Regions from separate parts of the Rattus norvegicus genome. Here region 1 is linked to region 2. The links are chromatin contacts, called in public Hi-C maps. All regions are on one chromosome and are shown on one strand. The core of a region is the stretch at or near the end of the contact, and the rest is flanking DNA. Distances in the headings are between cores, read along the strand shown.

Region 1 (3,168 bases), core at 2-2,501, 510 kb after region 2:
ACTCTCTCGCTGGACCCCCACCAACCCACCCAGTGCTGCAGCGCCAGACGGTCCAGAGCACTCCCGGAGACTGTCTTGCTCACTTCCTGAGCTCATGGAAAAGTCGACAGAGTCTGCTCAAAAGCCCCACCGTAAGCAGGGAGACAGCAACTTGAAAATAGTCTGTAAACTCACCTAGAATTTACACAACCCATGCTGTCCCTCCACTGAGAACAAGTGAGCACCGGTAAACTTTACAAAACAAATTCAGTGTACACCTAAGTACGAATCTTCTCGTCCCGATGCTAAAGAACTCCGTGACTGCATACACCTGAGAAGTTGGAGGAATGACTGGGACAAATATTTAATTTGGATAATCCAAGTCCAAAAACTCGAAAACCTACTCAGATTTGTGTCCTAAAATTCCCCGCTTCCCATCAGTAGGAAAGACACCACTCAAGCCTACCATTTACTCTGATAGTTTACAACCCCTCCCTCCAGTTTCTGTGGCCAGGGACACAAAGGAAGTAGCCGAAAGGTGGCAAATCCAACAACGCACCGGGCCAACCTCCTGCGGTTAGGCACCTGGACCCGTAGGCGGACGTCCTATCTGCCCACAACCCAGAGGCTCTGAAGCTGGCGGGGTGAAAAAGTAACTTTGACTTAAACCTTTCAAAATCCCCTGAGGGTCTGGTCATGACCGCTCTGGTCAGCCACTCATCAGCTTGGGTCCAGAGCGGGGACAGCCCAGAGGGGTGGGTCGCCGAGCCTGGCACCCCCACTCCCACCCCCGACGTCACACACGCTCACTCGCGCTCAGCCACACGCTAGCGGTTATTCTTTAAAACTAGGGTAGAAACTTGGCGGGAGAGATCGCGGCTTGCACAGGAGAGCCCAAACCCCGGGAGCCCGCGCCTTAACACGCCCGCCCCGAGCTCTCGCGCCTGCGCCGGCTCCCGCCGCAGTAAGTCAGCGCCAGCGCTCCACTCAGGGCTCCCAGGTGCGCGGCCGCGTTCCCACGCCTCTGCCGACGCCTCTCGGCGGCCATTGGCCAGTGAGGGCCCGCCTCTCCATATTAGCCAATAGAAAGCCAGACGTTCCCAGGGAGGCGGGGACTGGAGAGTGGCACAGGCCCGCAAGCGAAGAAGCCGAGGGGCCCCGCCCGCGCGGGGGGGCGTGGCCAGCGCCGGCTCTTGCGCCTGGGCTGCGGCGTGGGAAAGAGCCTCCAGGAGCCGACCGCGCCGCCGGGGGAGCGGCGCCAGCAGAAGCGGGGCGGGGAGGGAGGGAGGAGGCCCGCGAGGAGCTCAGGGTGTCCGTAGCTCTTCTTTTTCGCCGCGATGAAGCGCCCTTGCGAGGAGACGACCTCTGAAAGCGACCTAGACGAGACCATCGACGTGGGGAGCGAGAACAATTACTCCGGGTGAGCTCAAAGAAGCGGGAGAGTGTCCGGGGAGCTTCGGGTGGAGCGGAGACCGTTGTCCCCGGGAAGTGGGTGCTCGTCGAGCTAGAGTCAGGATGGGGTGAGAGATGGGTTCTCATTAGGCGTGGGACGCGACTGGAAGGGAACTGGACCTGAGTGTGCAGGAGTTGGCGAGGGAGGGTCCCCGGCTGTCAGCGTCGGGCACGGGTACTGGCACGTCCGGGCGACGCCCCCGGTACTGGAACTGTATTTAGGGACAGTTCCAAAATAGGTCAGGAGGAAAGAAAAACAACTGGATTTCTGTTTTGAGAGAAACTGGTATCGCGACTTGAGTTTTTGAGGAGTTAAAGCTAAACAGGCTGAGCTGCGTAGGTTGACAGAGGGTGATCTTGCTGATCCACCCATGGGTGACAGAAGTAAGGAGCCGATGAGGCAGCATAGCTTTGACTGCTTGTCCTAAAGTCTCCAGAAGATCAGCGTTCTGATCACAGGAGACGGACCTCCCGTTTCCTGTGACAGCAAGATTACCCAGGCATTTTAGAGCCAAGGCGGGTCAAATGATAATTGCTTCTAATTGGCATGCCCAGAAGCACCTTAATTATTTATTTGCTGCTGTCACTCAAAGAATGAAATCCTTCCCGAATATAGAAAACTGGATTTATTTCACAGGCTTATTTTAAGACGCAAAAATCAAAGCCTGAAGAGCAAAAAAGATGCTGTTTATCAACTCTCTGGTTAAAGTATTCTTTTAAAAAAATGAAACTGCCGGAGGCTGTCATGTGAAAGGGTGAAATCGGTAGAGAAGGGGTGAGGAAGAAGGAGTTGGTTGATTTCGAATTAAGACCCAGAAGTGAGGCAGTGAGGTGGTAACGGAACTTCTAAAAACGAAAGAGAACACATAAGGAGACCTGGAGATTTTAAGACCCTCAAGAAGTATAGTACCTGTGAATGTCAGAGAGACCAAAAGTCCTAGGATAGTATGCATTAAGTGACCAACTACATAAGCAAGTAATCAGTTGACCTTTTTGTAAACTCAAGGTGGATTGTAACTTCTTGACTTAAGCTTAGTTTCAAGACTAGTGACACAGTTTCATTTTCAAAGTTAAAGCATACAAAGTACAAAGTGAAAAGCTAAATTTCGACTTCCCATCCAATGATATGGTCAGGATATTCATTTAAAGGACCAAGACTCAGAATCGGTTCTCCTTGGGTTATCGAATCTGAGTCGCTGACATTTTGGAATAGTACCGGTATTAGGATTTGTTTTAAAAGTTGCCTGTGGAGACACACTTGGCACGTGGGGCTCATGAACGTTCGATCAGAATGTCTGGCAAGAAGGGACCAAGAGGGACACATCCAGATGGATTGCTGACTTTTAAGGCATACATGAGGAGAAACAGGAGGCACTAATCCCTGACCTCTCACCCCAACTGGATATCATTATTTCGTTGCAGAACTCAAAAGTTCAGGTTCATTTTTGCCACGTGAATTGGCAGCAGAATTACACAGTAGCATTTTGAAAATCATGTTTACTTGTTTAGTGTATGTGCTAAGGAAGCTATGTATCACTGTCGCTGTCGGTTCTGTTTGTGGAGGTCCAAGTGGTTCTTCCCCTTGTGTCCTGTGAGTCCAAGGGGTGGACCTCAGGCAAGATGATCAAACTTTGTGGCCAATTGCCTGAACTTGCTAAGCTGTCTGAAGGCTTCATTAACATGTTTAAGGTAAAATTACTATCTGGAAACTAAAATAAAGCCCCCAAATAGCATAGC
Region 2 (2,933 bases), core at 346-2,845:
CTACCTCTTTATAGCTGTGGCCTTAAAATGGCTATCACTACTCATCAAAGCTGCTAGTTCAAAGCAAAATAAATGCTAATGCAAAAATGGAATTCAGTACCTAGGAAGCGCAAGGCCCTGGGTTCGGTCCCCAGCTCCGAAAAAAAAGAACCAAAAAAAAAAAAAAAATGGAATTCACACATATTCACCCTTCAAGGCCCTAACTTTCCACTTGTTTCTCCTGAGACCAACGTATACTCTAACAACAGAAAATCTACTGTGTTTTACAACTGAGTAATCCTCACGCAGAGTCCAGAGATGTTCACAAGCATCAATGTTCAAATAACTTACCTATCCTTGTTAAGACGGTCATCTCTGGTCACCATAGCCATAACTGCCATCCGGTACATGTGATCTGACACGCTTTCCGGCTTCTCAACGTTTCTATATACCCAGCCAGTCCGTGGGACTCTCTAATAAATAAGATAAGGGGTTAAACAAACAAAAAACCATCACTGGAAACAACAAATCCAAAAGGTGCTCTTGAAGAAAATGCCAGAGAATGGCCACAGAGCCACATATCAGCCGAGTCATGATTTCAAACATATTTTTAAACAATGCTTTATTTAAACTAATCGTAGCGATCAAAATCCGAAATCAAACTAGTGAGTGGGCAAAATGCAATTCACGAGTATACGAAAGTCTAATAGTCTTTACTCCGTGCTACTGAAGTATAACTGTGGGACAAAAACACAAAAAGGTTTTAGACATAAAAGCAAAACTGGTGGTAAGCCTGGTGGTACATGCCTGGAATCTCAGAACTCAACAGGGGAAGACTCAAGTTCCAGGCTCCCAGCCTGTGTTGCCCATCTGGTCTCCATACTGTGTTGTAGTTAAGAAAAAATGCAAAGCAAAGCCCCTATATTTTTCCTAACTACGAGAGGAGTAGGGTTTTGCTGTCAAAAAAAATTTCATACAGTAATAGAATATTTTGTACATATAACATGTAACAGACTCCCCAGTTCTAACTCAGATGGCTTGGAGGAATTTCCACGGCAGTGAAGCCTTTTATTCAGATCATGATGTGATCATGTGAGTCTGCATTTTACCTGGGAGTTCTATGTTTCTAAAGGATTTCACAAACAGTAGTCACAGTGTCAGGGAACAGCTCGTCTTGGAACGTAGGGGGCTCTGCACAAGCTCTGCACAAGCTGGTGCACGCTGAAACCGAATTACTGAAACGGTCATTTCCGGAAGTCACGGCGACAGAGGAAGGTCTCCACTACTCATAAGCAGGGGCCACACTCCGGCCTTCCGCTGCAGCTCCGCAGCACCGCCCATGACCTGGGCTGTGGCGGCGCCCCGCAAAGAATCCTCGGCTGGGTTCCCGCCAGCTCCTTCCCGGCACATCCAGGCCGCACGAGGCGGGGCTGAGCGAGGGAGGTTGCGTGAGGTCGGAGCCTGAGCTGGACCCCGCCGCCTCCCGGCCCGGCCGAGCCCACTCGCTCACCTTGAGCTGCCCGACTAGACGCAGAAAACGCAACAGCCCGGCCTGGCAGTTGGATGTGGCCGAAGCCATGCTGGAGTGTAAAGAGCTGGTTGGTGACGTCCTCAGGCCCCTCCCCACTCTCCTTTAGCTCCTCCCCACTGTCTTTCGGTCCCTCCCCTCTCTTTGGCTCCTCCCCACAGCCCCACTTCCTTCTTTGGGGGACGACCTTCTCTGAATGGACTGCCCAATGCTCAGGCTTTGGGTGATCTCTGCTCAATTAACTACCATCAGCTTTCACATGGATCGCAGCTTGACGCTAAGGGCAGAAAGGCCTGAAGAGGACGAGGCTGGATAATGTCTGCAAACCTTATCTCTTAGAAGCCCAGTGTCTGATTGGCAGGAAGAGCTAGCTCTAAGGAGCGCCACTTAAAGGCCGAACATCCATAACCAGTTTAACAAAGGCACTTGGCCAAGCCTGTGAAGGGAAGAAATGAGAAGGGAGACTTTGGAGGAAGCAGGCAATGGGCTAGTAAAAGCAAGCCCATGCTGAAACCACAAGCATCCATTCTGCCCGAAACTCATCAGCGTTTTCCAGGACTTGTTTCCATTGACAGTTTAACGGTACAAGATTTTAAGGGCAGTTAATGAATATGGGCAAAACTCAAGGAGAATCAAGGATATGGATAAAATTCAAAAAGAAAGGGAAATAAAAAGGAATCCCATTTTATTTGTACCAAAGTAGGTTTATTTATATACAGGGCACTAAAAGCTGGTGGTTCTGATGAGCCATCGTCTGTTCTTGTTTCTTATTGCTTAATACACCTATCATGCCTTCCATTTGAGCCAGAATTCTGTACCAGGAACTATGGTAGAAAATGTATAGTCATCATAGCATAAGGTTGGTATAGAATGTTACTCAGTATAGAACTCAAGGCAGCATCCATGAGCAGTATCCGGGATTATTATAAGTCAGCTCTATAGCAGAAATTAAAAGTTGGCGGTGTAGTATAGCGAAGAAGCACTTGTATACATGAGGTCCCAAGTGATCTCCAGCACTTGGTAGGTGAGCTATTTATCACTTTGTGTTATCTGTAAAATAAAAGCACAAGTTTCAGGTGCCAGCACTGCCAGGCTGCCTTGCTGTGCTGAGTTCCCAGGTGTAGAGGGCCTATTCCTGTTTTTGTATATAATCCCTATCTGCTTTCTCCCTATAAGTCACACTGTTAGACACTCAAATCAGCGTGTTCGAATCAGAAGTTATCACTAAACATTCCTGTGAACATGGCTGTTTAGAGCATAAAACATTCTGAAAGTCATAACTAGGACTTTATGGAAGTAGAATATTTTCAATTAGCACCTTGCTTACCACCCTAGTTTGACAGCGTGAACTTGGGAGAATTAGGGGGCTCTTTATTCAGAGAATCAGGCAATTTGTACTCTGAGGGTTACGAATATTCACATGAGT

Evidence for each region. Hi-C and Micro-C count contacts between places; a contact is called where the count stands out from the background.
Region 1: a contact with region 2 is called in a Hi-C map of liver, with 2.9 times the contacts expected there. The contact joins the promoter of Hey2 here to the promoter of Hddc2 in region 2. A contact is called at or near these places in 11 of 12 Hi-C or Micro-C datasets (the A7r5 cell line, the Rat2 cell line, Schwann cells and 7 more) and 1 of 1 datasets of contacts at active chromatin or transcription factors (oligodendrocytes).

What each region holds. Positions count from the first base shown.
Region 1 is chr1:28,639,849-28,643,016 of GRCr8, forward strand. It overlaps Hey2 (hes-related family bHLH transcription factor with YRPW motif 2), which reads left to right and starts at 1,252. Exons shown (of 5, transcript NM_130417.1): 1 at 1,252-1,399. The coding sequence starts at 1,317.
Region 2 is chr1:28,131,382-28,134,314 of GRCr8, forward strand. Hddc2 (HD domain containing 2) reads right to left here and starts at 1,596. Exons shown (of 6, transcript NM_001108460.1): 1 at 1,490-1,596; 2 at 331-452. The coding sequence starts at 1,558.